2 separate regions of the Gossypium arboreum genome follow, and region 1 is linked to region 2. Evidence: chromatin contacts called from public Hi-C data. All regions are on one chromosome and are shown on one strand. The core of a region is the stretch at or near the end of the contact, and the rest is flanking DNA. Distances in the headings are between cores, read along the strand shown.

Region 1 (6,739 bases), core at 1,414-3,913, 220 kb before region 2:
GGTAATTTTAATTTTTAATTTTTAAATTTTAAATTTACTTTAATTAAAAATAATTAGTTTTGAAGATAAAAAGGTGAAGATTAAAAAAAAAATTTTTGGTTATTTAATCTCAGGTCCTTGGAGCATTATTTAAAATAAAAATTATTGACAAAAACTAACACATATCAATAATTAACATTGCTAGTTAAATGTACCGCATTGATAAATGACAATAAAGTTTGGTACCAAAATTATTTTTTTGAAAGTTTAGGTACCACATTAGAAGAGTTGACAAAGCCCAAATACCAAATATGATATTATCCAATAAAAACTAATAGTAAAAGTACCATAGAGGTCCTTGTAATGGGAGTTTGATTACATTTTGATCCATTTATTCAAAAAATGGCAAACTAATCTCTATATGTTAGGTTAAAGCCTAAACCGATTCTTTTTGTTAAAAATTTCATCCATTTCTATTCTTAAAAATTGATGTAGCTGACGGAATATCAGAAAGTTACATTTGACGTGCCACGTGTACTTCATGTTGATATACATGAATTGATTTCTAACAGTTGAAATTGATAAAATTTTTAATAGAATGACCAACTTGGACTTTGATCTAATGTGCAAGGTTAATTTACCCAGTTTTTCGTAAAAATGATAAAATGCAATCTGATTCCTAATATAAAGGCATCCGTGATAAATTACCAATAACTAACATATAATGGAAATTGCTCCACAAATTTTGAACTTTATTATTTTAACCAAATTCCCATTATTTTACAATTTTTTTCAAAAACAATATTTGTTTTTCACTCACGCGTCATAATCTATTTATTTATATTATTAATAAAATATTTACTTAGTTAATGTTACAAGTTAATCATGTACCAATTCGCTTAAAAATGACTAATATACTATTTTATTAAATGACTACTATTACTATTTTGATGACCTTTTATCATTTCATATATTTATATAGTTTTTAAATAAAAATTAAAACTAACCTGTTTAAGAATTGAATATGTGTTTAATAGATTTATATATAAATTATTTATCACTACACTAATAATAATTCTAAAATAAATTTAAAAAATATTAAATTTTAACATAAAATGTTTTCTCTCATCAAGTTTTGGTCACATGGACATACGTGTGTATAAATAATGTCACCAATTGTATTAGTATCATAAGCCAACCTCATATTTAATTATTTAAAAATAAAATTTAAATATTGAATTTTCTTTTCACTAACTTGTTAACTTTTTAACATCTTATAGAAAAATAACAATATCATGATAAACAATTAGAGTGCATTTAATATTCTTAATATGATATATTTACCTCTTTGAAATATCTTTTATTTATAAGTTAGTTTATTTATTTATTTTAATTTCGACGTATTGCATAATCAACTCGACACTAATTCATAATTGATGATAATAAAATGTACAATTGTAACGTATTTAATATTATTTATCAGATGTGTTTATATGATTAATTTTTATATAATATTAAGGGTAGAGGATGAGGTAGTACAGTTCCATCTTTTTTAAATAAATATCTACCTTTTAAGGGTGAGATTAAATAAATTAAATAATAATCATCATAAAAAAAAGGATGATGTAACAAGTTATGAAATGTAACGAAGCAGGACTGACGTCAGCACTAACCAGCCAGAAGTTGAACAAGGCTCGAACAAAATCTAAGGGTTACAACGGTAATTTCAGTTATTACAAGTGTCGGTTACCTGCTTTTGTTTGGCCAAATTTCATGCGAAAGTCCCTGTACTATGCGCATCTTAGCAGATTTAGTCTCATTATTATAATTTGATCCTTTTTAATTATTTTATTTTTTGAAATATGTATTTTCAATCTTGAGGTTAATTTTTTCCTTAATTATGTTAGATAAATTGATATGTTTTTTAAACATGTGATGACGTAATACATATACTTAGCAATTTTATATAGTTGAACAAATTTTTGCACATTTAAAAAAATATAATAACTGTCAATTTATACGAAAAAAAGTTTGTCTGATGGCGCATCACATCATGATATATTTAAGAAAAAATTGATCCAATGTCAAATTACTTGAAGGAATTCAGACAAAAACCTAGATTTTGAACAACAAAACATTTAGAAATGATAAAATTATAGTAGAAAGATTAATATATAAAATAATACATAAATCAGGGACCATTAATGGGAATTTACCTTTTTGTTTTTAAATGTCCGAACCACTGTTCCGAAAATGTTTACCAATTTTTGCAGGTGCGCTTTATTTGGCGGGTACGAAATAAATAATAAATAATATATAAATAAAATAATCAAACAAGGCTAAAATTAAAAAAAGAAAAACTCCGAAAATCAAACCGTACGGTATTTTTGAGAGAGCCAAAGAAACAAAGCTCCCACATAGTGAAAAGGAATCTCTTTTCTATCTTCTTCTTCTTCTTCTTAGCAAATTTCAGCTCTCGATTGAGCTCTTTTCGATCTTTCTAGAACATTCCATTTATCTCCGTGGAGCCTTCCATTTTCTTTTTTTGTTTGATTTTTTTTTCCGGCGAAGTCGGTAAGGTTATTATTGTTCTACGGACCCCCCTCGCCCCCACCCACACAATCAAATCCTGTTTCGATGGAGTTGTACGGTCGTAACCCGACTCGTAATGGGTCTCAATCCGGTTATCAACCCGAATGGAGCCCCGCTGGGCCCGAAACTGGACTGGAAGGTATTTTTTTTCGTTCATTTCAATGTGTATGGATTTTTTCTTTTCCTTTTTCTACTCGCATTGTGACGACGTTTCTCTGGTAAACCTTGTTTTAGGGTTTTTTTTTATTAATAATGCGGAGAGCGAATTAGGGTTTTATTCGTGTTTCTTTGTTGTGGTACAGAATCGATGTGGCAATTGTCGGTGAGGGGCGTCGAATCGTACCCGGAACGGCTCGGGGTGACTGATTGCGTTTACTACATGCGAACGGGGTTTTGTGGTTACGGTAATAGCTGCCGTTACAATCATCCCCGCAACCGTGCCGCGGTAAAATTTTCAATCATTAGTTTATTTAGTTTTGTATGCAATGTTTGATTCAGCATTGAAATGTTATTGATTAATTTGTCTGAGAATTTTACTGTGTAACTGAGTGAACTTAGTATTAAGAACAATGGAAGTGAACAATGCGGTTTAATCATGGTACATTTTGATAATAATAGTGCATAACTGAAGCAACCTTCCCTGCTATGATCTATGTATACCGCAATATCGAAAGAAAACTCTTATATGGTAGTTATTATTGTCATGCCCAAATTGGTTGTAATCTTTTGTCGAGGAAACCTGTAAAATTAAAATGGTCGGCGTGTGCTTGGTGCTCTGGCATGTACCATGGAGCTCAAATCGGTCATTACTCCATAATTTGAGGGAGCATCTACATAAAAGAAGAGGAAAATGTAGAGAGTCACCCTTGCTTGCCTTTATGGAGGCTATCACCTTATACAGAAGGCATATAAGTAGCAGGTAGTTACTAAAATATCCTTAGAGTCCTTATGGGTATAACAATCATTACTGATTATGTTTTCCTGATAATTTCATTCATATAATATATATTTGTTGCTTATCATGTGAAGGGGCTTTTATGCAAATGCCTTTTTTAATGCATTGTTTCCCTTTAAATAGAAACAGGAAACTACAATTTAGAAGTTATGCTTGACATCCTCTGTTCCGAGTTTAAATGATTCGAGTGACTTGCAACTTAAGTCTGTTTCTTTACCGACTTCCCTAACATTGGTCATTCTGTTGGCTCATGTCTTACACTCTATTTCATACCAAACTATCAGATGCCAAGCAAGTTGGTAGATGTTATTTCAGTATATTTTGAGCAAAAGATTTCTTTTTTTATTATGTGGTAAGAGAATCAAGTGAAGTATACCTTGGAATTGTTTTTCTTGGACCTACCTCAAATTAACAGTTGAAACTCAGGTGTTCTTTATTTATTGCAAAGGAAATAGAATAACATGATTCAAATAAGTTATTTGCTACCTTCATTTATAGTTAAAAATGAATTGAGGATAGTCCTTGATAGAATTGGGCTATGTAAGAGAATTTACTTCGGTCATCTGGCCTGTTGTTTTAAACTGAGGCAGGAATTATCTCGTTTTCAGCTTTAAGGTTTTTTCAAGAGTTGAATCCCTTATTTTTATTTGGTTCTGATGCCATTTAGGTTGAGGCTGCAGTAAGAGCAACAGGGGAGTACCCTGAACGACCAGGGGAACCTGTATGTCAGGTAGAAGAGTAAATTAGTTTTTGAAAAATGCAAAATTGTTTTTCTGTGAGTCAACTCTGCTAATTAAAGCTGCAAAGACCTCTCTTTTTAACTTGTTTCTTTTCCTTTTTCTCTTTTTGCACGTGCAGTTTTATTTAAAAACCGGAACCTGTAAATTTGGTGCATCCTGTAAGTTCCATCATCCAAAAGATGGAGGTGGATCCTTTAGCCATGTTTCATTGAACATGCATGGATACCCATTACGACCGGTTTGTATAGTCTCTTTTCTTGCTTTTTCCTCAGTTCTTATTCATATGTTTTTAGGATTCTTAAAACAACTAGGCATCAATTTGATGCACGTCCATTATCAGGGTGAGAAAGAATGCTCCTACTATTTGAAAACGGGGCAGTGCAAATTTGGTATTACTTGTAAATTCCATCATCCTCAACCATCTGGAACATCAATGTCAGCATCTGCACCTCAATTTTATCAGCCGGTGCAGTATGGGGGGGCATCTACCAATGTGAGAGTGGCAAGGCCTCCACCTTTACCTGGTTCATACGTTCAAGGGGGGGCTTATGGTCCTGTACTGTTTTCCCCAGGAGTGGTTCCTATTCCGGGTTGGAGTCACTACTTGGTAGGGTGATCAGCAAGTTGCATTAAAAGATATATCAAGACTATATGCGATTCCTGAATGTTTTTTGGCTTACTTGGTGCAGGCACCTGTAAGCCCAGTGCTTTCTCCTGGTGCACAACCTGCTGCTGGAGCAACTTCTCTCTATGGACTAACGCACCTATCTTCTTCAACACCTTCACTTGCAGGTCCTTATTCCTCATTGCCCTCTTCTACTGGCCTTTCAAGGAGTAACCAGAAGGAACATACATTTCCAGAGAGACCTGGTGAACCTGAATGCCAATACTATTTGAGGACTGGGGACTGTAAATTTGGATCATCTTGTAGGTATCATCATCCTAGAGACAGGGTTGTGCCACAAACAAATTGCGTCCTCAGCCCAATGGGACTTCCTTTACGTCCAGTATGAACATTCTCATTACTTCTTATTATATTGTTTTCTTCTGTTATGATTATTACTCTCATTTAGAGTGGGCATTTAAGAGATCATGACTTAAAGATCTTGCATCATAAATTGGGTTTGGTTAGGCTAATATGTTTTAAGTACCTGTATTATCTTTGATTGTCCTGTTAGTCCAAACTTCCCTATTATCTGCTATGCAGTTAGAAGTTTTTGTTCCTTGGGGAGGAAATAAAGAGACGGCCCTTCAGCCCTAGCCCCTCTTAATTAATTTTACAATTTTCTTTAAGAGAACTTCTACCCCAGTAAAATATAGACTAGGTGTGCTTCATTTAGTGCAGGATTGAGAGGCTTCAGTAATGGTCATCTTTAATGGATTTGAGATTTCTTCATGCACTATCGACTGCTTTATTTCTTACATCCTGCCAAGAATCTATTGTTGAAGGTTTATGCTGGCCTCAAAACTTAGGAATCGAACTATTTCTTTCTAGATGGTTTAGGTTGGTCAAAGCTTCATAATGAATATCGCGTTCAGAGCAGTTTAGTAGAAGAAATGACTATTATTTACAATTGTTGGTAAGTTTGATGATTGATGATATTAGATTTGGTCTTTAGAGAAGGTGTATGATGGAGCATTTTTGTCAGGGCTTCTCAAGGCTATGTTACTTTGACTATTCATTTTCCTTGAAGTGTGGTGTCCAACACTCATTTCCTACACATAGTTGGAAATTGTATAGGGATAAAATCCTCCAAATATATTGGAAAAATATTGAGCATATCCATCTTAGACGCATAGCCATATCTGACACTCATCCCAGAGTCTGAGTAATATAGTCTCAGGGTTTCTAATATTCTTGTTGTCAGAAGAGATGATTAGGAAGATTCCACCAATTTATGGTGGAGATTAGTATGTTTTTTTGTTTCAATTGGAGAAGCTAGGCAACTTAACTCCATCAAGGTTCCCTATGTTTTAAACTACACATAGTTAAGGTTTTATTACTGTTATTTTTAATTTCACTCATGTTTTTGGCTAGATAGACTTGCGGTTGAGTTAATAGCTGCCTTTAGCTTTACATACTAAGGTTCTTAATCCAATGCTTCCTAATCAAGTGCTGCCTTTGATTGGGCACCCTCACAGCCACTCTCTTCAACTTGGCCTGATGAGACAAAATTATGCTATGTGAGGGTGTGATTAAATGGTTTTTACCCACTTTTTCATTTACATTTCTCGTAATGTGAGTCTTGATTAGCTAGGGCTGATCAAGTATGGACTATGGAGTGATAGTAATTCATCAACTTGTAATTTATAGTTTTAGTAACATATGCTTCGGTCATTCACTTTTGCAGGTGATGTTTGTTATCTAGTCCTGAAAGAAGTTTTATGTTTATAGCTCTTCTTGAGTTATGCTATTAAGCAATTCTAGCATGATTATATACTTATTGAGTCAAATTGTAGCGTTTTAATGGAT
Region 2 (7,037 bases), core at 12-2,511:
GATGTGGCGATTTGTCGTTTGAGATAGGGATTTCCAAAAGGTTAACTTAGTGTCAATGTTTTGATACGAGTGAACCCAAATTTTCAAAATCAAAGTATTTTAAAGAGGATTATATCTTAAAATTTTTAAATTTCCGACATTAAAGACATTTGATAATCAATTAGGTACCAATTTTTGGGCGTTAGAGGTGCTAATCCTTCCTCGACGTAACCGACTCCCGAACCCATTCTTTTATTTCGTGGACCAAAACTAATGATTTTAAAACAAAATGTTTTAAAGGTGATCCAATCACACCTAAAAAGATTGGTGGTGACTCCCATTTTCGTTTTTTAAAATCGATTCCCATTTTTCAAAACTCGATTTGAAAATAGTTTCGACAGAAATGAAAAAAAATTATGTTAATAATTCTTTAATAATTTAACAAATGGTGACCAAAATAGAACTAAACAATAATATTAGTGATGAAATTGAAAGTTTTTTGTAGTTTAGTGACAAAAATAAACACACGCCAATTATTGAGACCAAACGATAACATTAATGATGAACTTGATATTTGTGAGTGTCGAGATATCCTATTTGAAAATTAACTTTCTTAAAAACATATATTATATAAATAATAAAATATCTAATAACATAGTCAAAAAATCGAAGTTTTGGTTCCCCTATAGTCGAGGGCCCAGTTTGCCTTTAACGAAGATGATGAGGAAAGTCCTGACGATGTTGTGTATAGCTCAGTTCAAGTTTAGGGTGCTTCTAATAATGTTGATCTTTCTTCTATTGTTCCATCGACTGGGAATCCTTCTTCTATTAGTGTAGCTGCTGATACAGTTACCTCTACTTCAATAAGAGATGAGACTGTAGTAGCCCAAATTTGACCGGGCTGAAAATAGAATAAAAGAATTAAATAAACAAGTACTTATTTATTTAAAATGTCCATTTAAAAGTCCAGTTTACAAGAGCCCAAACACAGGCCCAAATCACTTTCAAACTCAAACTTAAACCTACAGCAGACCTAAAACTCATGAGGGCCCGAGAGGCCCAAAATTTAAAATTTCTAGCTAGGGTTTTCAACCCTAGCTCTTTCTCCATGCGTCTGTCCAGCTCCCGAATTAAGGCTCCTTCAATGCTGTACCAGTGACGTTGCAACTCCTAAAATCGAGGCCACCATTCAATGCACTATCTCAGGGCCTTTCAACGCTCCATCAACGCCTCTCCAGTGACCTTTCAACGCACCATCCCAGCCACCGATCGTTCCACTGCCAACGCCGAGATCTTCGCATTCACAGTAGAAACTGTACTGTGGTTAAGCCATAACCAGTGCACGAACAGATATACAGGCAGATTCGCATCAACAACAATCTTCACAGGATCTTTCGGTACCTACAAGCAAAAAAGGAAACCAGCAGAAAAAGGAAAGAAACAAACAGTAGAGAACAGAAATAAAAATGGAAAGAAATCTTCGATTTCTTTCCTAAAATTGTAAAAATCTGAGGCTATAAAGCCTCTCTTCAACTTGAAAACGATTACGGAGGGACTCACGCTGAAAAAAGAAAAAGATATACAAAGTACATTGATAAAAGGCTTGCATATAGAAACAGAGAAACAAAAAGAGAGATACATAGATTTACACACTCAGAAAGAGGAAAGTTGTATTCATTTGAAAAAGAGAAATAAAAAAGGGGCAGTTTCCTGTTTTTGAGGTAATCGAATTGTTTTGTTTGCTTTATTTTTTTACTCATCTGTTCATCTTCTTGCATGTATATACAGTTTTTTTTAAAAGATAACTAAAGAAATTATAAGAAAAGGGAGGTTACCTGACGATTGGCGAGGGAAAGGAAGAGTTTTTCGAACCTTAGCCACCGTGTGCGGTGGTCCTTCGGATGGCACGTCGGTGTGTAAAGACCACGCGCAGCAGAGCTCAAGGACGAGCAGTGATGGCCCTAGACCGGAGCTCTGAGAGAATTCTAGATTTCTCTCTATTTTTTAGTGTTTGTCAAAATGATAATTTTAAGCTTTGATTTTACTTTTATAACACCGGTAAAACGACGTCGTTTCTAGGATCAAGATCCGCGCGTTGACCCGGTTACCCGGGAAGGATCCGCGTGTTTTTGAGGATTGGGTTAATTACTCAATCGGTCCTTCCACCTTTTTTACGTTTATAATTACGCTTTACTTTATTTATGATTTGACCCTATTATTTTGTTTTAGTTTTAATTTAGTCCCTACAGTAACTGTTTTAAATCCAAGATTAAAACACAGTCATTTTGGGAATAGGGCAATTTTCCCAATGAGTCCCTTTTGTTTCGCGCGTGTTTTAATTAGGACCCTAATTCAGCTTTATTTTTTTAAAAATTCACCCCTGAAATTTTGCTGAACTTTAAATTTAACCGTATATATTTATTCCTATTATTATTATGTATATAAAACTTTTTATATTGTTATTTGTTTTTTTAATCTTATTTTTATATAATTATTTTATTATATATTATTGTTATTATATATCACTTTTTCACAAAATATTATTATTTCACATTCTTATTTATATATTATTATTATATTTTACTTGTATTATATATTATTAATTATTTATATATATACGTATATACTTTCATATTATATATTATAATTATTTTATATTATGTCATTTTATATTATTATGTTTTTTATCTATACATTATTATCATTAAAAATTTTAAATTGTATTATATACTTATTTTTATTCATATGTTAATAATTACTTTACTTATATTCTATTATTATATATTTTGAAGATATATTTCATCATTAATTACTTATTTTGTAACTTATGTTTATATATATTATATAATTATTTTATTATAAATATAAATTCTTTTACATATTTGGTATTTTATACATTATTTTTCTAAACCAATATATTTTTTTATTTTATATATAATTATTATCCTTTTCTAAATTTTTGTTATTATATTATATATTGTATATTAAATACTATTTTTATTATTAAATATCATATTTTATTTTTATTATCTGAATATCTTGTTAAACAATCCCTCACTTTATTTTATATATAATAACTCTTTTATATTTTTATATTGTATATATCATCTGGTATTAAATGTCATTTTAAATTATTACTTGGTATGTTTTGCTTATTTATCTTCAATATATGCTATGTATATCTTTATACGTATGTTATTAAGATTTGCTACATTTATTATTTTTATATGTATGTATCTAATGCATGATCTTTATATTATTGCTATCATATTGTTTAAATTCATGCTTTTACTTACCTATTATGATAATATGCCATCTTGTATGTCATCTCATAATGTTAATATGCTCCTTCATGTATTGTTCTTTTAAAAAAGGACTTCAAAATTTTCAAAAATAAAGAGGCAATACTTGGTGTTTGGAGGCTTCGAGAAAAGTAGTGCCCTAACTTATTGGGTTGCAATTTTTCTCGTTGAGTTCGAATAATCAAGTACCCTTCTAAGTTTTTAAAGGTTTTCAAAATACGAGCAACTGTCTTGGAATTTCAAAGCAATATGTCCTAACTTACTGGATATGGTGTTTTGTTGTTTCGAGATAGAGATTTCCAAAAAGCTAACTTAGTGTCAATACCTTGATACGAGTGAACCCCCAATTTTCAAAATCAAAATATTTTAAAGAGGACTATATCTTAAAATTTTTAAATTTCTGACATTAAAGACACTTGATAATCAATTAGGTACCAATTTTTGGGCGTTATGAGGGTGCTAATCCTTCCTCGTACGTAACCGACTCCCGAACCCGTTCTTTTTATTACGTAGACCAAGACTGATGATTTTAAAATAAAATGTTTTAAAAGGTGATCCAATCACACCTAAAAAGATTGGTGGCGACTCTCGTTTTCATTTTTCTTAAAGTCGATTCCCATTTTTCAAAACTCGATTTAAAAATGGTTTCGACAAACTAAATAACAGAAAATTATTTTAAAATAGAAAATTTTCATTGAAAGGCAATACCTTCGACATCTATTACCAAATGGACGCTATTTCAAAAAAATAACTTTTTTTTAAAGGAATCTAGCACTTGAATGTGCTGATACAGCAATAATTTGAAGCAATTAAGAAACTTGTAGGAAGGGTACAACAAGATGGTTGGAGGCTTGACGTCAAAAGTCAAGAGATATCTCCATAGTGATCTGGTTTGTAATGCCCTAAAATTTTATTTTTTGATTTCTTGTATGTATGACATATAAGTGTGTATTTGTATCAGCGGTTAAGTGTTCTGGGTGTGTGTGACAGGTCCTAAGTTTAAGTCTTAGGGCAAATTTTGGTATTCTTATAAATAAAGCCTTAACCTTGTGCAAAGGGCTTAAGTTTAATTGTTTGTAAGTTTATATCAAAATGGGTCTGCTGGTTTGGTGGTTAAGAGGAGGGTTGGAGGTCTTGTGATCAATTCTCTGTGATGGCATGGAGATAGTATTTTTGCTCTAATTTCGGCTAAGAGTTGTGTTGGACAAAATTCTGAGTAATTGTGTTTTAGTGGGTTAATAGGGAGTGATTTTAGGAGATAATTGGATAGAAGTTATCAGAAAATAATCTGATTATCTTTTTGTTGCAAATATATATATAATAGAGTTTCAGTTTTCTCTCCAATTCCCCAAACTTTTTCTAATGTTTTCTTCTTCTTCTTCTTTACTCTCCTCTATCGATTCTTTCCCCTAGTTGCTACCAAAATTTCCATTATTTTTTCCCCTTCCGTTTCTTTCTTTTTTTTTCCAATTGATTCGGTTGTTAATCGTTGGTTGTGCGTGTTCGGTAAGTAACGCTTTTGTCTATTGTTAAAAGTTCTTGGTTAATCTCTAAAGGGATTCCTTTTTGGTGTTTAAGAGTTACTCAAGGGGCTAGTGGTTTTGAATCGACGTTGTGATTGTGTGAAGTTGTAGTTACTCAAGCGAGGTAAGGGTTTTGTTAAGTTTTTAGTCGAGTTCCTTCCTAATTGGTTGATTAAAAACGAATTAAGTGATTAATTTGGAGTTATGTTGGTCAATTTTTAGGTTCTGAAGGCTTAGGAGTGCTTAGCATCAGAAACGATACTAGGTGTGTACCCGAAACATAGAAAACAGGATTCGATGAAAAGCCAAAATTGCATGCTGTCGAGAAATAAGAGAAAATGATGCGAAAAAAATTGTAGAGAAAGGAAATAAGGGTGTTATAAACTTGGAAATCAACATTTTGCACTAAAATAATTTTGGATAGAAGCAGTAAACTAACTTTGAAAAATCATCAAAAATAGTGGAAATTGAGCTAGAGGTTGAATAAAATATAAAATTAAAGTTTATTGAGTCTAGTTTTTCATGGAAGAAACATTGTAAGAAATGAGATTTTAAATTATGAGATATAATAAATTTTGTGAGACAAGGCAGAATGATTTTGGGTTCCCTTGTTCTGACTTTGGAAAATCATCAAAAATTGTAAAAAAAAATTATATGTTTAAATCCTTAATGAGTTTATTTTCAAGAGAAACAAACGGAAACATCATCCAAATTTCGTACTAAAAGATAAATAATATTTAGTAAGGAAAGGTTGAAGCTGTCAAACAGTGGAATAGGGATAAATTCGAAGATTTTACTGTACTTATTTGACAAACTATAAATTCTAAAAATGTTATGGTAGAAAGGTATTTGAGTCTATTTTCAAAAACATCAAGCAGATCTTAATTTGAAATTCTGTAGCTCAAGATATAAAAAATTTAGTGACAATGACTCAAGTAGACAGCTTTGAATGAACAAAAAAGTAAATAGTGAAAATATATATGAATATTTAGCTAGCATGGGTTACATTAAAAATGGATCACACGGCCAAGGCCAATTTGGGCCGAGAGGGCCACGCGGGCATGTGGGCAGATCACATGGGCATGTGAGCCCATTTTTACCGAAATGTTTCTAAGGTTGCACCGGTCGCCCAAGTCGACTGCGAACCTACTGTAAGGTCGATAAGCGCTACTTAGACCCCTAAATGTGTGAAATTGAATGAATGATATCTATATTGAGCATGTTAATATTTGAATTGAATATATGTACTGAAATTGCATAATAGCATATCATCCATTGTATGTTGCATTGCATTGGGTTGGGGGTTGTTATTAGAAGGAAGTGTATCGAATGACTTTAAGCCTAATTTACTAGCAGCTCAGCTACAAACTACTGTTTTGTGCTGTATTCGGTACTACTTGGAGTGTAGGGATAGGTGGGTTGATTATATCCCCACATGGAGTGTAGGGTTGGACGGAGATGATATGTAGAGGTTGGTTGGGTACGATTTTGCTACTGCATAATTGTTATCTCTATCGATCTTGTCATGGGCTAGGGCCCTCTTGTATTTTTACATCGTCTGAGATAGGTTAAGGCAAACTCCATCGATATCGAAAAGGGCTTAGGCCCAAGACTGTTCAACTGTGCACTGTGAATACTGATTGTTTGTTTGTTTCTGGGAGATTACACATTGAGTTTATGTAAACTCACCCTTTTTGTTTAGTGTGCACAAGTAATCCCCAGACTTAGACGGATCAGTGCGATGGAGGACTCAACAGTGACCACAGTAATTTTTGGACTACATGGTTTTCAATTTACAATTTATAATTTGATTATTATTGATTATTCGGGTTGTAATTTAAGTACCCTCTGGGACTTTGGTTTTAAATTTGAGTTTTTATTTATTTATTTTACTTTATGGATTTATACCTGCTGGTCGTAGGAAATTCGATTTTCAAAAAGTTAAAGTATTTTCTAAACGCATGATCACTTAGACTGTTTTATTAAAGCTTCCGCAACAAGGGATGTTTCAAAACAAATGTTTTAAATGAATAAAAAAGACTTCCTAAGTTCTAACAAAGGTTTACTAAAGATAATAACATGGAATGTTTTCGTCGTAACAAAAAGGTTTCAAAAACACTATCGTGTGACATTGCCAGATATAACCATAACGTCTAGGCCGAGTTTGAGGTGTTACATGTTTTTTTTCGTTTGAGGTGACTGAATTTTGCACATTGAAAACGAAACCTATTGC

Evidence for each region. Hi-C and Micro-C count contacts between places; a contact is called where the count stands out from the background.
Region 1: a Hi-C map of leaf shows a contact between it and region 2, with 2.9 times the contacts expected there. The contact joins two enhancer-like sites. A contact is called at or near these places in 2 of 5 Hi-C or Micro-C datasets (both in leaf).

The regions. Positions count from the first base shown.
Region 1 is chr8:135,913,690-135,920,428 of ASM2569848v2, reverse strand. It overlaps the pseudogene LOC108467757. Among protein-coding and RNA genes, the nearest start is that of LOC128296667, 26 kb to the left of the region's middle. Within about 2 kb of position 2,663, at least 2 of the 2 cell types and tissues checked have an H3K27ac peak or open chromatin away from gene starts, as enhancers often do. A contact at or near this core is called in leaf, where this site is marked.
Region 2 is chr8:135,690,690-135,697,726 of ASM2569848v2, reverse strand. No RefSeq gene overlaps it. Among protein-coding and RNA genes, the nearest start is that of LOC128296540, 6.7 kb to the right of the region's middle. Within about 2 kb of position 1,261, at least 2 of the 2 cell types and tissues checked have an H3K27ac peak or open chromatin away from gene starts, as enhancers often do. A contact at or near this core is called in leaf, where this site is marked.